3 separate regions of the Mus musculus genome follow, and all the other regions are linked to region 1. Evidence: chromatin contacts called from public targeted proximity ligation data. All regions are on one chromosome and are shown on one strand. The core of a region is the stretch at or near the end of the contact, and the rest is flanking DNA. Distances in the headings are between cores, read along the strand shown. Region 1 holds the start of Slc35g1 (solute carrier family 35, member G1). Region 2 holds the start of Lgi1 (leucine-rich repeat LGI family, member 1). Region 3 has its middle 14 kb from the start of Gm32491.

Region 1 (2,997 bases), core at 29-2,528:
ATGGAAAACTAAAGAGTTTGCAAGGCCCAGTTCCACATTAGGCCAGAATGACATCCACCCATAGGGTGACTAGAAAAAAAACTGACCTCAGGAGCTCCCGGGTTAGTCAGCCCAACATGGGGTAACCTATCCATGCAAACAAAATCAGAAACCCGAGATCTTTTCTCTTTGCTTTCAGGACAGAAATGTAGCAATACTCATCTCCCCGAGACTTTTCTCTCTTAACTCAGAAAAACACAACTAAGAAGGTAGGAACCTGAGTGGGACAAGAGGCACAGAAGTCGTAGGGCATATTCAGGGGAAGAGACCCCGGAGATTAGATTGAGAAAGGTCTAAAAGATGGGCTTCTTACTGGAAAGCTATTTAGTGGAAAGGGCCCTAGGCAGACAGAGTCTCTGGCAAAAGTAGAGAGCCTTACCTAGTGCTGTCTGGACCTGCCCTACCCAGACCTTGGCAGATGGAGGTGGGGTGAGACCGAATCCCGAACCCCCATCTTCCACGGCCTCTCTTTACTTCTTTGTTAGGGGAATTTGAACGAAAGTTAAGGGTTCTTCACCGAGGCTCCTCGCAAGGTGTACCTCGTTTTAAGCCAGTAGCTAAAAAGTCCCCCTGTCCCCCCAAAGCTTGAGGGTCAGTGGTCCACTGAACTCTTCCTCTCTGCGATGCTGAGATTCCGTGACAAACACTTCCAGAACTCCAGTCTTTCCAACTTGGTTCAGGAAGATCGGTTTACACCCACGATGTGGGTTCCAAGTCGGCTTCCTGCCACCCGCTGCCTGGCCCCTCTCGGTGACCTTTCACCTCTGACTGCCACTGGACTGCGAGGTCCTGTCCCCCACCCCCCCACCCCCCACCCCCCGTCACCAATTTGGGGTTATTAACACTCGGAAACTTTCTGGGTCTCGGCTCAGGCCGGTGCGCAGAGGACCAGACCGACCCCGCCCGCCCGCACTCACCGGGCTCCCCACGCGAGCCGCACGCCCAGGCTCCACACGGCCAGCACCTGCCGCGGCCAGGGGCGCCCTCCGCCTCGACGTCCACGTGCTCCTCGCCGGGGGACGCCGGGTCCGCGAGCTGCAGCTCGGGCTCGCGCAGCTCCACCGCCTCGGCTGCAAGCTCCGCCGCGCTCTCCGGGGGCCCCATCCCGCAGCCCGCGCTCTCCCCGCAGCCGCGCGCCTTCTGGCGCCCGCAGCTGCCGCCCGGCCGCTCGGCTCTTCCGGCCCCCGGCGAGCCGGTGCGTGTGCGCGTGCGCGTGCGCCCGGCTCCGCGCGCTTGTCCTCCGCTGCCCTCCCGCCCCGGGGAGCCCGCCGCCTGCGCTCGCTCGTGCTCTCCGGCTGCGGTGGCTACAGCTGGCGCGGTGACTGTCCCCCACCCCCACCCCAGGGCAGTCGGGCTAGACAGCACACTGGTCCTCCTCTGTCTTTGCACAGACAGGGAGGGACGCTTGGTTCTCAGCCCTGGCGCCTCGGGTCTTGGGGCCTTCTGCTGCTTTAGAAAGACTGTACCTCTGAGCTGGGCGTGGTAGCCCACGCCCTTACTCCCAGCAGTTAGGGACAGAGGCATGTGGGTTTGTGAGTTCAAAGCCAGCTAAGGCTGTATAGTGAGACGCCCTCCCTAAATAAATACATGAATTAAATTAAATTAAATTAAATTAAAAGGGACTGAGTGTCTGTTTACTGATATGGATCACCTCTGTGATGCCCCGAGGACTTCTAAGCATTATGTGAGTTTTTAAACACACTTCGACCTGTCCAAGAATTTAAGGTGTAAACATAAAGATTGAAACATAAAATTGAAAAGGAGGGCTCTTTAAAAATGCAAGGCACCTGGGTGTGGTGGCAAATTGAGTGAAGAGGATCTTTGTGACTTCAAGGCCAGCCTGGTCTACAGAGCGAGTTCCAGGAAAGCCCTGGCAGCACAGAGAAACCCTTTCTCCACAAAACCAAAACCAACCATCCAAACAAACAAAAATTGCAAGGCAAAGGGGGCTGTCTCAACAAACTGAGACAAGTAGCTACCTCAGCTCTGTTAGCTCCAGATTTCAAAGAAAGAGACCGATATTCCAAGTGAAGGGCCTAGGCGGGGTAAATTTTACTCTTGATGAACTAACCAGTACCCCGAGCTCTTGACTCTAGCTGCATATGTATCAGAAGATGGCCTAGTCGGCCATCACTGGAAAGAGAGGCCCATTGGACACGCAAACTTTATATGCCCCAGTACAGGGGAACGCCAGGGCCAAAAAGGGGGAGTGGGTGGGTAGGGGAGTGGGGGTGGGTGGGTATGGGGGACTTTTGGTATAGCATTGGAAATGTAAATGAGCTAAATACCTAATAAAAAATGGAAAAAAAAAAAAGAGGGTGTACTCTGAAGATGGAACTCGTAGACAGGAAATGCATTTATTTTTCATTCCCCCTTAGATGGGACTTCGTCTTTTTCCCCATTGGCTGGGGTCAAACCTCACAGTCTTATTCCATCGCCAGTTTTTTAAGAACTGGCCCTCTTGAAATGAAGGAAGAAGGGGAAAGGGGAAGCTGATCTTTGGTTCTGCAATTCCTGGAATATAGCACTGGGCTTTGTGTAAACAGACATTTTAATGGGTGGTGGGAAAGATGGAAACATTTGCGTATGGGTGAGATAAAAGGACGTTGATTCCTTCTCCTAAACTCGTTTTATAAGTATTTGATAGAAAAGACTCATATTTAATATTTCTTAGAAATTCCTCCTCTTTAAAAAAAAAATACTTTTCCAAACTCACTGAAGTGTTAGCTCTTGCAGAGCAGTGGTGGTACAGGCCTTTAATCCCAGCACTTGGGAGGCAGAGGCAGGCAGATTTCTGAGTTTGAGGCCATCCTGGTCTATAGAGTTCCAAGACTGCCAGGGCTACACAGAGAAACCCTATCTTCAAACAAACTGTTGCGCCCACCTCGGCAAGGAAAACGCAACACTGTCGGATTCTTCTCAACAGCTTTATTGCAGGAACGCCTTGATGCTGCTACG
Region 2 (2,700 bases), core at 118-2,617, 130 kb after region 1:
CAGAGACATAGTCTGCCCCAGATCCCCAAGAGACAACATCTTGAGTGCATATGTGATGCTGGGCTCTGAATTGACAAACCCAAGAACTCCAGCGCAAAATAACCGAAGTTCCCCAAGTTAAAAATGAAAGTAAGATCATCAAAATTAGTATTCTTGTTGCATCGTCCCAACAACTTCACAAATAGCCATTAAGCTAGACAGCATCACAGGTAATTGAATTTAAAGAATCAACTTTTATGGTGGATGTGAAGTTACAAATAACCCATCTATCTCCCGCTTTACCCATGTTCTCGCCCCTTTCAGAAGCATCATCACATTCAACAGAAACAATATTAAGCTCGTTTTACTAGAAGGCTTATCCGAATACATGCCATATTAAAAATAGTCATTATATAAATGTTTCTCACAAGAGCTGCAGCGATGGTGTGAATAAGAAACTCCCTTCTGAGATTTCAGTAAAACCAGATCTCACAAAGGATCTGAAAGAAAACAAAACACACACACACACAAAACAAACAGACACACACACAAAGAGACACACACAGAGAATAGATCTTATGTTAATCCAATTTACCATAACAGTTGCTATATTCCCCCACTATTTTATAAAGTACGATTCTGTCCCTTCCTAGAGGAAGCGAGAGAGAGAGAGAGAGAGAGAGAGAGAGAGAGAGAGAGAGAGAGAGAGAGAGAGAGAGAAAGAGAAGCCTGCTCCAGGTGCCTCCGGATAATGTCCAGGGTGGGGGCTAACTAAGCATGATCACTAGCAGCTTATCAAAAAATCACAAATTTTAAATGCAGGAAAATGTTAGTGCTGTCAAATGGTCAGGCATGCAAGAGGAATCTGTCTCACGAGCTCCATGCCCCTCTCAGAATACATACAAACCCCCAAATCCACCAGCTGGATTTTTTCTTTTAAATTGTAAATTAGATATCAAAATGCTTACGGGCCTTACAGTGAGATAACATCAGGAGGAACGGTGCGTGGAATGGATCTCGCATTCTCACATAAAGCGTTATCTTTGCTACAAGTACACACGGCAGGGCATTTTGGCTTCGCTGGTTTCTTCCCCTCAGTCAGCAAAACCACAGAAAAGAGGCATAGGAAATAGGCAATTCTTTTCAGGGGAATGCAGGCATTTCCCATCCTTCTGCTGCTTTCTGATTCCATGCAGTCGAGAGAATATCCCCACACATGAACAGGGCTTCTGGAATTCAGCTGCTGATTGTCTTGCTCTAAGAACAGGTCACATAGGAGTCCACCCTTCTCTGCTTCTCTATCTGCTTTTTTTTTTTTTTTTTTTTTTTTCAAAACAGGGACCTCCAGCTGATTCGTGAGCTGTTCCTCGCTCAGGCAGCGCACTGCTGGGGGAAGAGACCTGTGAGGTGCTGCGAGGTGGGAGCGAGCCAACTGCTGGAGGAAGAGAGCCGACTCACTTCACAGAAAACACTGAGCACAGACCAGTCTTCGAAGGCAAGCGAAGTGATGTAACAGAAAATAAACAGCTTTCTGCTTTCACCGGGAGGCCCTTTAATTGTTACCAAAAATAGGACGGCATTATGTCTTATTAGTGGGTGGGTGGGCGGGCGGGCGGTGGGGCATAGCATCTTAGCATAGGATGTGGGCAATCTCGGGAACCTCTGGGAATTTGCTCTTCATGTAGCAAACAGCCTAGTAAGAAAAACTAGCTTGGGGGACAGTCTTGGCTGGGAAGAGGAAGTTAAATGAAGCTGTCTGCTGTTAAATCCGTGCCTTCCCTGGCAGAGCCCACCTGGTTGATGCCACCGTTGAATGAAAAACCCGTGAACACACGGAGACTGTCAATTTCAGGGGAATACAGTGTGACTGAATACTTCTCTGACACTTATCAACTATTACAAATTATTGATTTTCATAATCCCCCACCACCTTGCACAGCCCACTCCTCCCTCCACGACAGGGAGGCGACAGAATGGTAAGCCGCCCCTGTGTATAATCCAGTCTCCTCCCTTCTTGCTCTCCCTTCTTTGGCAGTGTTCCTTCTAAAAGGCTGGAACGTACTCCCTGCCAGCAGGAGGCAGCCAACTCCAGCTTCCTGGGGCTTTGAAACTGGGTCTGGCTCACCCAGCAGGCTGCAATAAAGTGAAGTGCTAGAGTAAGCTAGAGACCCCACTTGGAGATCCCAGGTCATCTGGAAAGAGCGGATTTTTACAGACAAGGGAGCTATCCTGCCTGTAGAGTGGGGACATTAGGGATGATAGAGACGATAGGACAGATGGTCTCCTCATGACTGTGGGAACCAAATAAAAATCACAGGCTCTTATTGGCATATATCATAGGGAAGAAGAAGACACTCTCTTGGAAAGGGAAGTTTGTTTAAGGACAAAATCAAAATAGTGTGACCTTGGCTGTGAGGTTGTCCAGCCCCAGAGAGTGAAAATATCCTTAGGACAGTAGAAAAGAATGTCCTTTGACCAAGCTGATGGCGGCCATCCCTCATGGTGGCATAGCCACTCTGGTAAGTCAAGCACGGTCCTTCCTTTTCTTGCTTTTAAAAATTGAACGTATAAAATGAATTGTTCGAGTACCCGTGCCTTTATGAGACAAAGCCACCCTTATCAGAGGTCTTTGCCTTGCCATTCTCCCCCCCCCCCCCCCGCCCCTTGTAGCTGACCCTAGGCCAACTTCAGTGAACTCCTTTTGTTTGTTGGCTTAAAAAA
Region 3 (2,756 bases), core at 182-2,681, 150 kb after region 1:
CAGAATTCTCAGGATAATGAACTTGATTTTCCACTTGAAATGCAATTCACATTCACGCATTATCTTTTTTATAAGGGAAACACTGAGCAAAGTGGCTCACATATACATCTCAGTTGACCTCACAAACACCTCTGAAGAGAGCATCATTAGCTAGCTTTTATGGACAACAAGAGGAAATGGCGCCTGGGGCTTTGGACTGTGTCAGTTCACTTCTGGTAGATGAATAACTTATTATTTTATTCCCTTTGGTTGAATTTGTATAAACATTTTAATATGAACACCTGCATTACATTTGCACGACTCAGCGCTTCGCACACAGCCTGGTCATGTGTCTTCTATGGCTACCATGCGCCTGTAAGAGCCTCATCTGTAACAATTTGTAAGCCTGAATGTCTGCAACCCAACTTGCTTTCATTCTAGACTAAATCAATAGCAATCCAGCCTCAGGAAGTCTAATCTATTTCTTCACTTGCAGGGTCTCTCTGGGGTGACACCACTTGGTCAGAGAAGGGGACACTAGCACTCTCCTGTGGAAACCTGAAAGCTAAGAGTATAAGATGTTGATGCTGTTACCACTGTGCCTCCTGCTCAGTGGTTGTCTTAAGTCAACAACAGCCAAGGGGACAGAAGGAACACAGAGAAAAATCAGATCTATATGTTTGCACAGTGAGTTGCAGATATTAAAAAAAAAAAAAACAAAACAAAACCAGAAAACAGCCCAAATGAAGCAGGGAGGCGGCGGAGGGGGGAGTGCCTGGAGGGGGGGGCACCAGATGAAGCTGGCAGCAGGTGCTTATTTAATTGCTCCAGCTGCTGCCAAGTGTTTAGCACAATTTCCCCTTTATGTTTCAGTCAGTTATTGGCCCGGGAGCTGGTTTCATTTTTCAGCTGTAACGTGTAGGAACCGTTTCCTCTCTTCCTCCCATTTCGACAGGAAAGCAAGCAGGCAGTTATTCTTTCAAAACTTGCCAATAAATCCAGTCCCTTAGATGTGTTATTATTATTTGCCTCCAAACATGAAATTAGCTTAAATGTAATTCTATGTTTGATTTGATCTCACCAAGGTTGCTACGGTCTGAAATTTTAATTTGCCTCAGAAAGGTTTGATCCAACGCTTCCAACTCATCCTTGTGATTTTGATTCCTGAATTGTGTATCGGAGCCTGTAACCCCCTCAGCTGTTCTCTCTTTAAACGACAGTTCATGTAATTCTCCCACCGATGTGGCACACTTGTTTTTTGCTGTTTTGACTCCCTTTAAATCTGGAAGGTAACCATTGTAAAAACACTGGCTTTGGGTTTCCTTTGTGAGTTATCATACAGCAAATATTTGTGAAAACTGAAAGCCGTGTCGAAACCTCAGTAGGAACAATGTGCTACAACCAGGCCAGGCAACCAGGAGGAATTCAGAAATGCACAAGGTGTGGTCGTTCTCTCTCAGCAGGTTTGATCCCTAACGGAATGTACACAGATACAGTTCAGCGAGAAGAACCACTGTGGTGTGTTAGAGAAGTACCCACGAGTATCAAGTCCTGCTGATGGGAAATGCAACATAAAGACTATGGAAATTCTTCATTTCCTCTCCTTTCTAAACGAATCCTGCTTAGCTAATGCTGTTCCATTATTGAATTGCGATGCACTGTCAGCAGTTTTAATCAGACCAGGGTCCAGGGTACTTCTGATTTAGAATATTTTAGTTTTGGACTTTTGTTTGTTATATTCCAAGGAGAGGGAAGGAGGGAGCTGGTATCATGAGGGCATTAGGAGACCTGGGTTCTGGGTTTGTTTTCATATCAGCCACTTCAGGCCTTGTGCCTTAGCCTGGATTAGGTTGCCATCAGTATGAATGTTTTGAGTGCGATGTCTTAAACTTTGTCCTGGGTGGGACTAGTGTCCACCACAAAGAGCAAAGAAAACCCAAGGCCCGACAAACTGTACCAGGTACCATGAAGAGAGAGGGAAGAAAGAGTCTTTAGGCTTCTGAGTTCTCAACTTTAAATCCTAAACTCTTTGTAGAAAGCCTAGAGGTCAAAGCCACTCAGGTTTGAAAAAGTCTGATTCCTTCTAATTCCCAGTGGGGTGTTGCATTGGCTTTTAAGGATATTAAAGCATGACCTGGACAAAACAAAAAACAAAACAAACAAACAAACAAACAAAACCCAAACAAACAAAAAAAAAAAGCCCCCAAATCCCACATGTGTTGAAAAGATCAACACACTGGTTCAAGTTTGTACTGTACCGTAAGCCTTGAAGATGAAGGTAAGTGAGTTATAATACTTTTATTTCTATAGAAAGAAGTGGCACGGGGTATGGAGGGAGGAGGGCTTGTTTCTTTCTGGCTTTTTCTTGTTCTATATCATAGGCAGCAGTGATCCAAGCCTTGATCACACACAAGCCCGTATGTTGCAGCTGGTCTCCCAGTAATCCCCTTCCTTCTGACTCTTTCTGTCCAGGTGACAGTCTTGCCCCTCCCACGAATCCTACGGTCACCTTGTTGGGTCCCCAAGGGAGTCATTTACCATGTATCTTTGCCACCTGCCGCCGTTCATCACAACTCTATTTTTATTGTGTGTATACATAAGATTACAGCATGATGTTCTGTTTTAATTACCAAAATTAAGAAAAGTCACACGTTCCCTACCTGCAGCTATATTTTTATGCATGTGAGTCCACATGTATATGTAAGTAGAAAGCACCTAAAATATGCACTTACCCAATTTTCAATATGAATACAATATAATTAGCCATAATACTATAA

What was found.
Region 2: a contact with region 1 is called in a targeted proximity ligation map of the SCID.adh cell line, with 15 read pairs. A contact is called at or near these places in 9 of 39 promoter capture datasets (the 3T3-L1 cell line, cranial neural crest, embryonic stem cells and 4 more), 5 of 130 datasets of targeted methods (the SCID.adh cell line, T-cell acute lymphoblastic leukemia, embryonic stem cells and 1 more) and 2 of 9 other capture datasets (adipose tissue and pancreatic islet).
Region 3: a contact with region 1 is called in a targeted proximity ligation map of pancreatic cancer cells. A contact is called at or near these places in 8 of 39 promoter capture datasets (the 3T3-L1 cell line, the C10 cell line, cranial neural crest and 4 more), 2 of 484 Hi-C or Micro-C datasets (embryonic stem cells and nephron progenitors), 12 of 130 datasets of targeted methods (the SCID.adh cell line, T-cell acute lymphoblastic leukemia, embryonic fibroblasts and 5 more) and 2 of 9 other capture datasets (embryonic stem cells and pancreatic islet).

What each region holds. Positions count from the first base shown.
Region 1 is chr19:38,394,261-38,397,257 of GRCm38.p6, reverse strand. Slc35g1 (solute carrier family 35, member G1) reads right to left here and starts at 1,278. Exons shown (of 3, transcript NM_175507.3): 1 at 957-1,278. The coding sequence starts at 1,143.
Region 2 is chr19:38,263,354-38,266,053 of GRCm38.p6, reverse strand. It overlaps Lgi1 (leucine-rich repeat LGI family, member 1), which reads right to left and starts at 1,367. Exons shown (of 8, transcript NM_020278.3): 1 at 957-1,367; 2 at 408-479. The coding sequence starts at 1,171. Gm32771 (a long non-coding RNA gene) reads left to right here. Exons shown (of 6, transcript XR_003952844.1): 6 at 1,318-1,520.
Region 3 is chr19:38,243,631-38,246,386 of GRCm38.p6, reverse strand. No RefSeq gene overlaps it. Among named protein-coding and RNA genes, the nearest start is that of Gm32491, 14 kb to the left of the region's middle.